Regions from separate parts of the Columba livia genome. Here region 1 is linked to region 2. The links are chromatin contacts, called in public Hi-C maps. All regions are on one chromosome and are shown on one strand. Each heading gives the region's core, a stretch centred on a gene start, on an enhancer-like site or on the middle of the called end of the contact. The rest is flanking DNA. Distances are from core to core; before and after follow the strand shown.

Region 1 (5,110 bases), core at 2,541-5,040, 150 kb after region 2:
TTTATTAACACGGACTTATTTTAAGCAGTCACTTGTGATGTCAGAAAAAGCACTTCGCAGAGAACATGTTTTTTCCTCTTGAAACTTTGCTAAAATAAGATGGTCTAACACTTGTTCCATTGCATTCTTGCCTAGTGCTTCTGCTACAGAAAGCTGTCTTGTCAGCACTAAATATTTAGCTGCCTAATTAAACAATGGAAGTAGTTACTTCTCACAAAAAAACCTGTAGGGAGCGTCTTATTATACAGACTTGTATACAGGCACATAAAGTGTCTACATGTGGAAAAAACTACAGATGAGTAATCCATATACAAAATAATACTAACTCTTATACTGCAGCCTGGACATTGGCAAGTAAGAGCTTATGGGGAGAAGACTTCAATTCAAATATGTTTCTCAAATGACAATAAAAAGACTAGAAAGTGCCTAGAATCAACAAATAACTTACCCACTGTACTCAGGGACATAATTTGCCCGATCTGGACTTAGCTGTCATTACAACTTTTGCTTTCAAATGCAAAACAAAGTGATGTTATTTTCCTGTTCAATTTTATTCATGTTACATAGAATGCAGCAAAACTTGTCGTGCCAGAGGATTTGCAAAGGGATGATGTGAAGATTAATTACTGGCTGCTCATAGAGCACCCTGCCTGTGGAAAGCCCTATGTGTAAAAATGACCTTGTTATCAAAGTTGTTGAGTGCTCCTGATGCTCACTTTCAATGGGCAGTATGGATATTTTTCTACAGCTCTTGAAAACCAAATTAGTTTGCATTTAAATATCTACCTACAGTTCCAGGAGGTTTTGGCATTTTGCCTGTACCCTACTTCCGTAGGGGGTAGGGGCTAGACTACTGCTTAATTTTGCTTAAAACACATCTTTTCAGATTAAAATTTAAAAAAGAGTAAAATCTAGATATCATAGAACCAATATCTGAATGATACCTGTTAAATGTACTTATACATTCAGGCAACAAGTGAAAGTTATCTTATCCTATTTGCCCTAATTACTCCCTGGAAACCAAAGACACTACTTGAAATAATGAAGGACTGATATTTCTCTGAACTGTATTTACTTGGTGAGTTAGCGGTGGAAAAAAATGATAAGGCGCAAGACCCAGCAGGAAGAGCACTGCTTAAACAAAATGGAGCCTGCGATGGTACGTACAATGTTTTAGTATCTTCTTGCTATTTATATACATAAAATAATTAGGAACGAGAACACCTCAATGTTAATTAAAGCACAGCCTCACAGGACTACAGAAATTCTTTCGGAGATGGATTCTCTGGTGACAGCATTGCCAGCGAGCAGAGCTTGACGTCGCCCGCACAAACACAACTTCACGCCTGGCGTTGCCACATCGCTGAGATTCACGTCTGAAGCACGATCGTGCCTCTCTCTGCCGGTATCCTGCTCTGCTCAGAAATAACCAGTGACAGATCCTGCCAGGAAAACGCCTCATCTCCACTGATATTCAACTTCCCCTCTACGCTGATGGTATCTTAATGCAATGAAGCACTGCAAAAGCTCCTTCTGTTCGTGTCTTTTGGGGGTTTTCTCCAGCAATGCTTGACGGAGGGCTCCTTATCCCTTTACACAGTACTTCTATCAAAGAAAGAAAAATATTCCCTCGGAAACATCCTCGACAGCCCAGTGTTAACGGCCAGCAGAGCTGACATTGTGGCACAAAAAACAGAGCTCCGTGAGAACAGGCAGCTGGCCTACCTGAAGGTTAAAGGAGCTCCCACTGAAAACCTGCTCTGAATACTCGCTCGCGATGCATTTACACACACCACGTCTCTGCGTACCCGAGTGTGAAAAAATCCAACCTCCGAGCACAGCCCAGACTGGGTGAAACCCACTGAAATACACCATTAACAGAAATGCACACAAAAGCCAATCCACTCGCTCGTATCACTGGTGTCCTATAGGAAGGCCAGAATGAAGCCATTGAGAAAAAAGAGACGTTAACATATAAATCAAAAAAGGATGCAACTGAAGTACCGAATGATTAAAAATCTGTGTAAAACATGCTTTGTGAGTTATGATAATTGATATTAGACAAAATTTGGGTGTAGTCACATCACATACTAATATTCAAATAACGCTGTCCGTGAAATTTTAACTTGTACATGTAAATATAAATCATATTTTTAAAGACTGTATCTGTTTATTGCACATCTTTTGCACTGTTGATATCACCCTCTCGCATTTTTCTCCTGCATCATTTTCCATCAAGAAGAAAACCCTGAAGGAATCTCCATATTTTACGATCACACCGACAGCATCTGGGCAGGTTATATGACCACCAAATCAGAGCCCCAAGACCAGGCCTAAAACAAAGCAGAGCAAAGCCTGTGCAAACCCGGAGCTTTCGCTCTCCCATGAAAAGCATCTTCCACCTCCCTCACCTCCAACTTGGCCAGCTTGCCAGCAGACAGATCTGCCGGTTCAGATAGAAATGGATCGGTGTGGCGATTTCATGTCAGTGGCATGTTAGGGAGGCATGAATTAAAAACAAGAAGGGAAAATAATAATAGTAATAATAATATTGCTAATAATAATAGTAAGAATAATAATAAATATTAGACTTGCTCAAAAAAACCCCACTGAAACTACCAAATTAAATATCCCTAGGATTACAAAGAAGGGAAAAAAAAATCCCCGCAGGCATTCCGGGATTCTCGCAAGCCGAGCCCCCCCTCGCACACCGACCCCCCTCGGGGGGGCCCGCACGGCCCGGCGGCCACGGCACAAAGGCGCGGGCAGTTCCCCCCGCAACGCGCCCCCGGCCCCGCGGCAGCTCAGTCCCCGCAGATGCCCCGCGGGGCGGGGAAGCCGCCGGGGCCGCGCTGTGTCCGCCCCCCGCGGCGGTACCGGCGGGCCCGGCCGGGCTCTTACCGTGGCCGAGGCGACGCTGTTGTCCGCCAGGGTCAAGTGGTGCGGCTCCCACCGCCGCAGGAACTTGGAGGTGAGGATCTTGCTGAGAAACGTCCGGGGGTGCCGGATGACACACACCTGGATGTCCCCCTCCTGCAGCAGCTTGTACCTCATGCCGTTGCAGTGGAGCAGGGCTCTCCGGCACGGCGCGGCACCCATTTTATTCCCCTCGGGAGCGGACATCTCGCCCAGCAGCGGCTTGCTCTCCTCGGTCTGCCTGCGGTCGCTGCCGCCGCCGGAGCCGCCGGTGCGATCCATGGCAGCCCCGCGGGTCGGGGGTGGCGCTCGGCGGCGGCCGCCCCGGGGAGACCGGTCTCTACGGGCGGCAGAGACGGGTATACCAAATAAAATTACAAATAATTTAAAAAACAAACAAAAAGAAGAAATCCAACCCCACGCGGCGGATTAAAAAAAAAAAAAAAAAAAAGGAAAAATTTTAAAAAAATGTCCGGGAAGATGGGGGAAGGGATTGAACCGCACCGGAGCGGGGAGAAGGGGGGAAAAGGGAAGCGATAAAAATCCTTATTCAAACTTCCAAATCCGCCCCCGGCGGGTCCCCCTCACGGCTCTCAGAGCGCCGCGTCCATGCTCGCGGGTGGGCGCCGGCCGAGCGGAGGGTCGGCTCCCGGCGGGGGCGGCAGACAAAAGCCGGCGGTGGGGGCTCCTGACGGCGGCGGCGGCGGGGGAAGCTGCGGGGCGTCCGGCCGCGGTTCCTTCCTTCCCCCCGGGGCGTGTGCGCGGGAGCGTGCGGCGGGCGCGCGTGTGCATGTATGTGGGTGCGGGTGAGCGTCCGTGGGTGCGGGCGTTGGGGCGGGGGGGGGGGGGAACGTGTGTGTCCACGCTCGTCGCCGCCGCCGCGGGAGGAGGAGGCGGCGAGAGGAGCGAGCGCTGCCGATCAGCCTCTCTCGCCGGAGCGGCTCCGGGAGCAGCCGATTGGTTCCGAGGGGGTCATGTGCCGCCCTCGCTGACGTCAATGGCCGCCGAAGCCGCTTAGGGCAGCGGCGGCGAGAGGTGCGCGGGAAGCGCTGGGGCCGTTGTGCCTCTTCCTCCATTCTCCGTTTTTCTCCTCACAGGGGCCGCGTCGTCCCCGTCCCCCTTCAGCCGCGTCCCTCGGCGGGGCGGCCGCCCCGCCGAGGGACGCGGCTGAAGGGGGACGGGGACGACGCGGCGCCACCCGCCTGGTCGATGTCAATTCACCAGTGGCTCCCACTGGTGTTCCTGTCCCTGTGGCTTGATGGGGGGACTGGTGCTGAAGAAGGGATGGCAGGGGAGCCCGAGGGTGATCACGGAATCACAGAATGTCAGGGATTGGAAGGGATCTCGAAAGCTCCAATCCCCCTGCCGGAGCAGGAGCACCCAGATGAGGTTACACAGGAAGGTGTCCAGGCGGGTTTGAAGAGAAGGAGACTCCACAACCCCCCTGGGCAGCCTGTTCCAGGTTCTGCCACCCTCACTGAGAAGAAGCTTCTTCTCATATTTAAGTGGAACCTCCTGTGTTCCAGTTTGTACCCATTGCCCCTTTTCCTATCGTTGGTTGTCACCAAGAAGAGCCTGGCTCCATCCTCATGACACCCTTTACATTTTTATAAACATTAATGAGGTCACCCCCCAGTCTCCTCCAAGCTAAAGAGACCCAGCTCCCTCAGCCTTGCTGGTATGGTGCTGAACAGAACAATTGTTTACAAATTAAAAAATATATATTTAAAAAATGCCCTCCCTTCCAAGATCTCTAAACTGCTCAGTAATGCCATGTGCAGTATGGCTGCCACATCAAAAGAAATGGTACCATTTATATTTGATTTAAAAGGTAGTGGTAGACCTTGGATCTCATTTCCAGTTTCCTCCATTGAACAACCAGGTTAGGACCAACAAAAAAATTACATTTCATATAATTTATGCGCATGCCATTAAACTGTGGAACTCACCACAGTGGGTAGTGCAACGGTCCAGAATTTAGGAGGAATTTATAGCACTGTTTCACTTGACACTTCAGAAACATTTGGAGAAAGTATAAACCTTCATGCTTAAAAGTTTAAGCTCTTGTCTAGTTGAGGGAGGTTGGGAAAGGGATTATCTGCTTTGGGATGAGATTATTGTTTCTCAGCGTGTACCTGTGCTGGGTTTCTGGTGGCATCTCCAAGTGCAATAGTTCTCAAATGAGATGTAATGA
Region 2 (5,494 bases), core at 1,172-3,671:
ACGCCGCACTGAACGCACACCCAGTGCTGCTGCAAAGTGCTCTCTCACTGGGCATTTCCCATTTTCCTCCCGTTCTGCTGAAGTTTTCTTAACATTGTCTTTGCTACTGCTTGTGGAAGATCTTCTGGGACCATTAAACTGACATAGGCCAGGTCTTTCTCTACTTTATACATGGCTGGTTGCAGGGATTTGTTCTTGTCTAAGGCCTTCCCTCAGGGTGCACAGGAAGGGAGGAGAAGTTCATTGCTTCTGTGCTCAGTCATGCAAGGATCAGTTCTAATCCGTCACATGCTACATCAGAAAAGTTTAGAAAAGCCCTCTGGCTAATCAAAGCACTACAATTAGCTGAGAATGGAGAGAGCACACTGGCCCTAATACAGATAAGCATGTAATCATGCAAAAACACATGTCAAAATCTCACTAACATAAAAATATGATTGAAAAATTGATGATGTACTTGAGTGATAATTTCTTAATAGGGATAGAATGAGAGATACTCTTCTGGGCTATGTGTTGCAGACGCCTATGCCATGGAAGAGCGTCCATCTGGTGTATCTCTAGGATCAGCATATTTGTACAGAATGCAAATCGTTATTGCAACTGCTGTTATCTTTATGCACTGTAGTCATAACTGAATGAGTCACATTAAAGGGTCAAAACCTTCTGTTCTACTTTTTATGATAAGCATCTTTTTAACATACAGTGTTGGAGACCCTGTGCGTCAACAGATCAAGGTGGGAGTTGGTATTGGGTGAGGTATGACAGACCCTGGCATAGGGACCCTATCTTCTTAACGTTTTTGTTAACAGCTTAAAAGAGGAAATAAAGGAAAGTGGGGAGGGGATTTAGATAATATACCTACTAATGACTGAAGTCCTGAATAAATTAGATATCCAGGATGGGCTGCTTGAGTTTTCTAGTCTCTCAAAGTTGCAGAACTGATCAGAGGAGACGTGCTAGAGTCTCTGCTTCAGGCTGGTGGGTGGAGAAGACGCAATACTGCGACCTCCACCCACTCCCTGAGGCCCATGGTCTGTAATAACGCTCTTCTGAGCACCTCACGGAGCAAGTTCAACTTTGCAGCTTCAGAAAAACCTCTGTTGGCAAAGGACCGTTTTTCAGAATTTCAAGGTGATACTGAACACCACGTGGCATGCTCTGTTTCTCAAATATGTGTTATCATATGCATACAGAGTCATATTATTTCATTTATCATATTAAAAATAAGCTTTTTGCAGCTCCCAAGGGATTTTATTTGTGCCAAAAAAATCAGAAATTTTGCAATATGTTTGTAGGTATCAGCTACCAACTCATTCGGTAACATCTGACTGAAAATCTGAACTTATACACTCTGAGCTGTTTTAAAAACAAACATTAAACCTGAACTTTTCCAACAGAGAGAAAAACACAGGAAAAAAACAATCAAAACAAACAACCTTCTTTCAAAGGAAAATTTCTAACACACCTCTCATTTAACAGGACACAATGTCTAGAATGAAGAAGGAACTAGCAATGTGAATTTTCAAATGCTTGTTTAGCCTGATCTCCAAATTGGAACGAATTTAAAATAGCTTAGTTATCTTCAGCTGAGCATCCAGGCCTTATTTATGTCTGTTCCTAATGACATTAAAAATTTCACATACACACGAAAAATTGTTTCCTCCGCGTTTTTTGTTTTTTAGACTTGACTAGTATTTTTAAGACACCTTTACCTCTTTCAAAGAAAATTATTTTTACATTTGATTTATGATTAAGAAGTCATTTTATTCTGGAGGCAAGAAGACAAAAGCTAGAACACAGAAGGCTCTGCCAGGTTATTTAAACCCAACCGTCTTCTCTCCAGAACCTTTCTGCCACACATCAGGAATTATTTAACCCCCTTTCTGCAAAGTGTAGCTGCCTTGCTGAGTCTCAAAGGCGGCAACGCAGACCTTACCTTTAATCCTGTGCAGAATAATGAATGATATACTGCTGAGATTAGCGAGGCAGCGTCAAACGGGGGGTTTCTTCCTCTTTGTACTCTGATTCCACCTGGGTAAGAGCACACTGTTGAGACCCCTCAGGAATACAAAAGCTCTAATCAAGTTTTCAGCAGCCTGGGCCTTTTAGTTAATTTAAAAAAAAAAAAAAAAGCCGTCACCTTTGATGACACTTTCTTCTCCTTCACAAGGACAGATTTTGTTATGGCTGTTGCTGACAAAGGAAAAAAAAAAGTTTAAAAAGAGGAAGTCTTAAGAAAGAAAGTGGAACGCTAATGCTGAAATATGTCATTTCCAGCCAGCAATTCTCTCTCCTCTTCTACCGTCTTCATGGGCTCAACTCTTTTCATGCCGTGTCACTTGCATCATGCAGCAATGCATTAATAATGTTCCCACCTGAGATCAACACAACAGTTGTTAGTTTCTGGGTTTGAATTCTTTGCTTTCTGGTTTCTAAACCTTTGGGATGCCCTCTCTTCCTGTTTTTAAGTTTTTTCTGTAACCAAGAGAGTTTATAATTTACTTTTTTAACAAACACCAAGAGTCTCATGGACTCTGCTGACTCCAGCAGCTGGGATTTAAGCGAAATGTCTAATATCTTTAATCCGAGGGAGAACCGAAAGCACTAATTTCTGATTTAAGATATGCATTTATAATATATATACGTGGCCTGTGTTCGGTCATGTGCTCTGGACACAAATGGCTTCCACGTGGAATCTAGGATTTAAAATTGACCAGAACTCAACTCCTGGTTTATTACGCCAAAAGGAAATATATTAAAAGAAGGTCCCCGTTGTCAACAACTGTGAATTTGCACCAATTCTATTTTTTTCTTTGGAAAACAATGAAAACGTTGAAGCTGAATAATACCAGTTTTCTATTGATTTATACTTAAATAATAATAATAATAATTTATAAATACTTCGATAAATCTGTTCATAAATAGATATAATTTTTAAAATAGTAAAAGAAAATCCAAATATTTATACCAAAACAGTGTTCAAATGTGGCAAAACAGAGTTCATTTTTCAAAGGATTTTATGAAAACAAAAGATGGCACCATTTGACCAAAAAGAACACGTATGAAACAACAACAAATAAGGCAGAAATATAACTGGAGACACGGTTCCTTACAGGATCTCTAAAGACAAGTAAGAAGAACCTGCTCCCTGCACGTGACAGGCACCAGCTTCCCCTGGTCTGGCAGCACAGACGGAGGTGACACTGCTGGCTTGGGGACTCAAGTCTACAGCGGCACGAGGAGACCCTGCCTGCTCCTGCGGAAGGAAAAACACGGTTAAAGAGCAAAGCCGAGAGCTGAAGATCCATTTGTGATGGTTTCACCATTCTAACAACAGCCAAACTTTAGCACTTGGCATTGCAATAGCAGTACTCTTGCAGAAAGGATATGTTTTGCTAAGAAAATAGCTAAACTAAAAAAAAAACAACAACAAAAGAAAATCCTTACTAATACAAAATGAGAAAAACAGAAGGTTTTCAGCCTCCTCCAGTGTACATCAGCAAAGTACTTCAATGTTGGGGAGGGGACCAGTCAACAGAATCAAAAAAGGCCAGACTGGAGAAGTGGATGTCTCCAGCCCTTATCATATATCATGCATATGCTCTGTCTTTAGCTTACCTACCTGTGAGGAGCAGCTGCCCCCACAGGATGAGAGATAAGGTCAATGGCAAAGCAAAGTATTGCCAGACTCTGGCTAGTTTGTGTTTGGTTTTGGTTTTTTTTCAGAGAGAGGAAATAATGTGTGCAGAGCAGCAGTGGTTCATACTGGGTCAGTCAGGAAGTGTGGGGCCAGGTATTTCAAAGGCAGATATTTTTGTTTTGTGTTCTCTCAGAAGGAAAGCATACCAAAAAACTGGGTTTTAGCTGAAAAAAAAAAAAGTTTGAGATCACCCATAGTTAGCTAAGTTATTGATTAACTTTGTGTTTCACACTGAAGAATGCCACCCTAAGTGAAATGCTTTTGCATCCGCAGTTGCAATTTTAAGAGAAATGCCATTATTGTAGCTGAAGCCATCAGTCCTTTGGATGGTAGCACAGATATTAGCAGAAGATAGGACAAGAAAATGAGATATTATTAACTCCATTCTTACAGGTGAAGATCTGAGGCATAACTGGTTTAAACGTGAAGTTTAATGTGCGACTTCATGCAACATTTATAATGAAAAAAGTCAGTCATTCCTCCTGCTGCCCTTGTCATCTTCTTGTCATCTCTGCCCCGACTGGTCTCTGGCAGCTGCCCCACGTGCTCCATCAGAAAATTAACCCATATTGATCTGCCAGAATGAAGTTATTTGCAATAACTCATTCAAAAAAAACCCCAAAAACCCAAAATCCCAAACACAGGCACTCTTTATTTCTGTATGGTTTGCTACAGGCCCTTGAGAACAAAGAGCACCATAATCAAACCAAAGACATAACTGGGCTGTGCTGTGGTTTTGTAGCATCAGTTCACATTCAAACACCACCATCCAATGCACTGCCATTGTGTGACCGCTGCCGGGACATTTATATTCACAGGAGAACGGTGGCAGCTCATTTGCCTGTTCACACCGCTACGGGCGGAAGCCACTCAGGCCAAACACAATTCTTGCAAAGCATCCAGGAGAAAACAGTGAACACTACTCCTGTTCATTTTCTTTCCTAATTTGAATGTTTGGACAACAAATATGATGGAGGTTGACACAGCAAAGAGAAAAAACAGAGCTTTCTGCAGAATTATCATGACAATTAACATTGCTATCATTTTACTACTGGAATTGAATCTCTGCTAACAAAAATTATGTTGCTCTATTTAGAAACTAAGTCTGTGTGAGCATAGCACTGAAAAAACAGATTGTAATTTTGAGGCCAATAAGCCATCTAAACTTACCTATATTTCTGTTTTCTCAGCCACCGTATGATCAAATCATGTTGGGAAGAAAATAGATGTATGTTTAAAAATATCAGTTGTTTATGGCAACTTTAACATCTTCTTTACTGCTTTCCTGAAGGCACAGGATTATGCAATAAAAAGAAAGTCAATATTGCTGCACTGAGGTTTGAAATTAGCGTGATAAATTGAATTTCAAAACAGTACTGGGCCTATCGTACTTACAGATAACAAAACGTAATAGAGCAAAGGATTTATAGGTGCTGTCACTGAGAATATAACACAGAAAGAGACTACCAAAGTAATATTTCTATTCATATATGTCACATTACATTTATATGTCCCTTCTGTGACTGAAAGGCTGTGGGGTGAGGACTGCAAGCCTTCCATGAGCTCCTGGCTGCCGTGGTTTCAAACCAGTGACCCAGAAACACCAGGGAGCGTCTCCCAGAGGTTACAATATCATCTGTGCTGTTTGTGAGCACACTAACACTGGTTTAGTTATACACACCAGGATTCACGCACTTTCTTCTCATGCCGGCAATGCCATCTTCCCTTTTAATGATGAACTAGTAATGGTACAATAAGTCAAAACATACCAGGTGTTTCCATCATCAAGATGTG

What was found. Hi-C and Micro-C count contacts between places; a contact is called where the count stands out from the background.
Region 1: a contact with region 2 is called in a Hi-C map of crop, with 4 times the contacts expected there. The contact joins the promoter of CMIP here to the promoter of PLCG2 in region 2. A contact is called at or near these places in 2 of 2 Hi-C or Micro-C datasets (crop and liver).

Annotation. Positions count from the first base shown.
Region 1 is chr13:9,794,965-9,800,074 of bColLiv1.pat.W.v2, forward strand. CMIP (c-Maf inducing protein) reads right to left here and starts at 3,791. Exons shown (of 21, transcript XM_065028331.1): 1 at 2,902-3,791. The coding sequence starts at 3,198.
Region 2 is chr13:9,642,901-9,648,394 of bColLiv1.pat.W.v2, forward strand. PLCG2 (phospholipase C gamma 2) reads right to left here and starts at 2,422. Exons shown (of 34, transcript XM_021290686.2): 1 at 2,141-2,422; 2 at 1,937-2,031.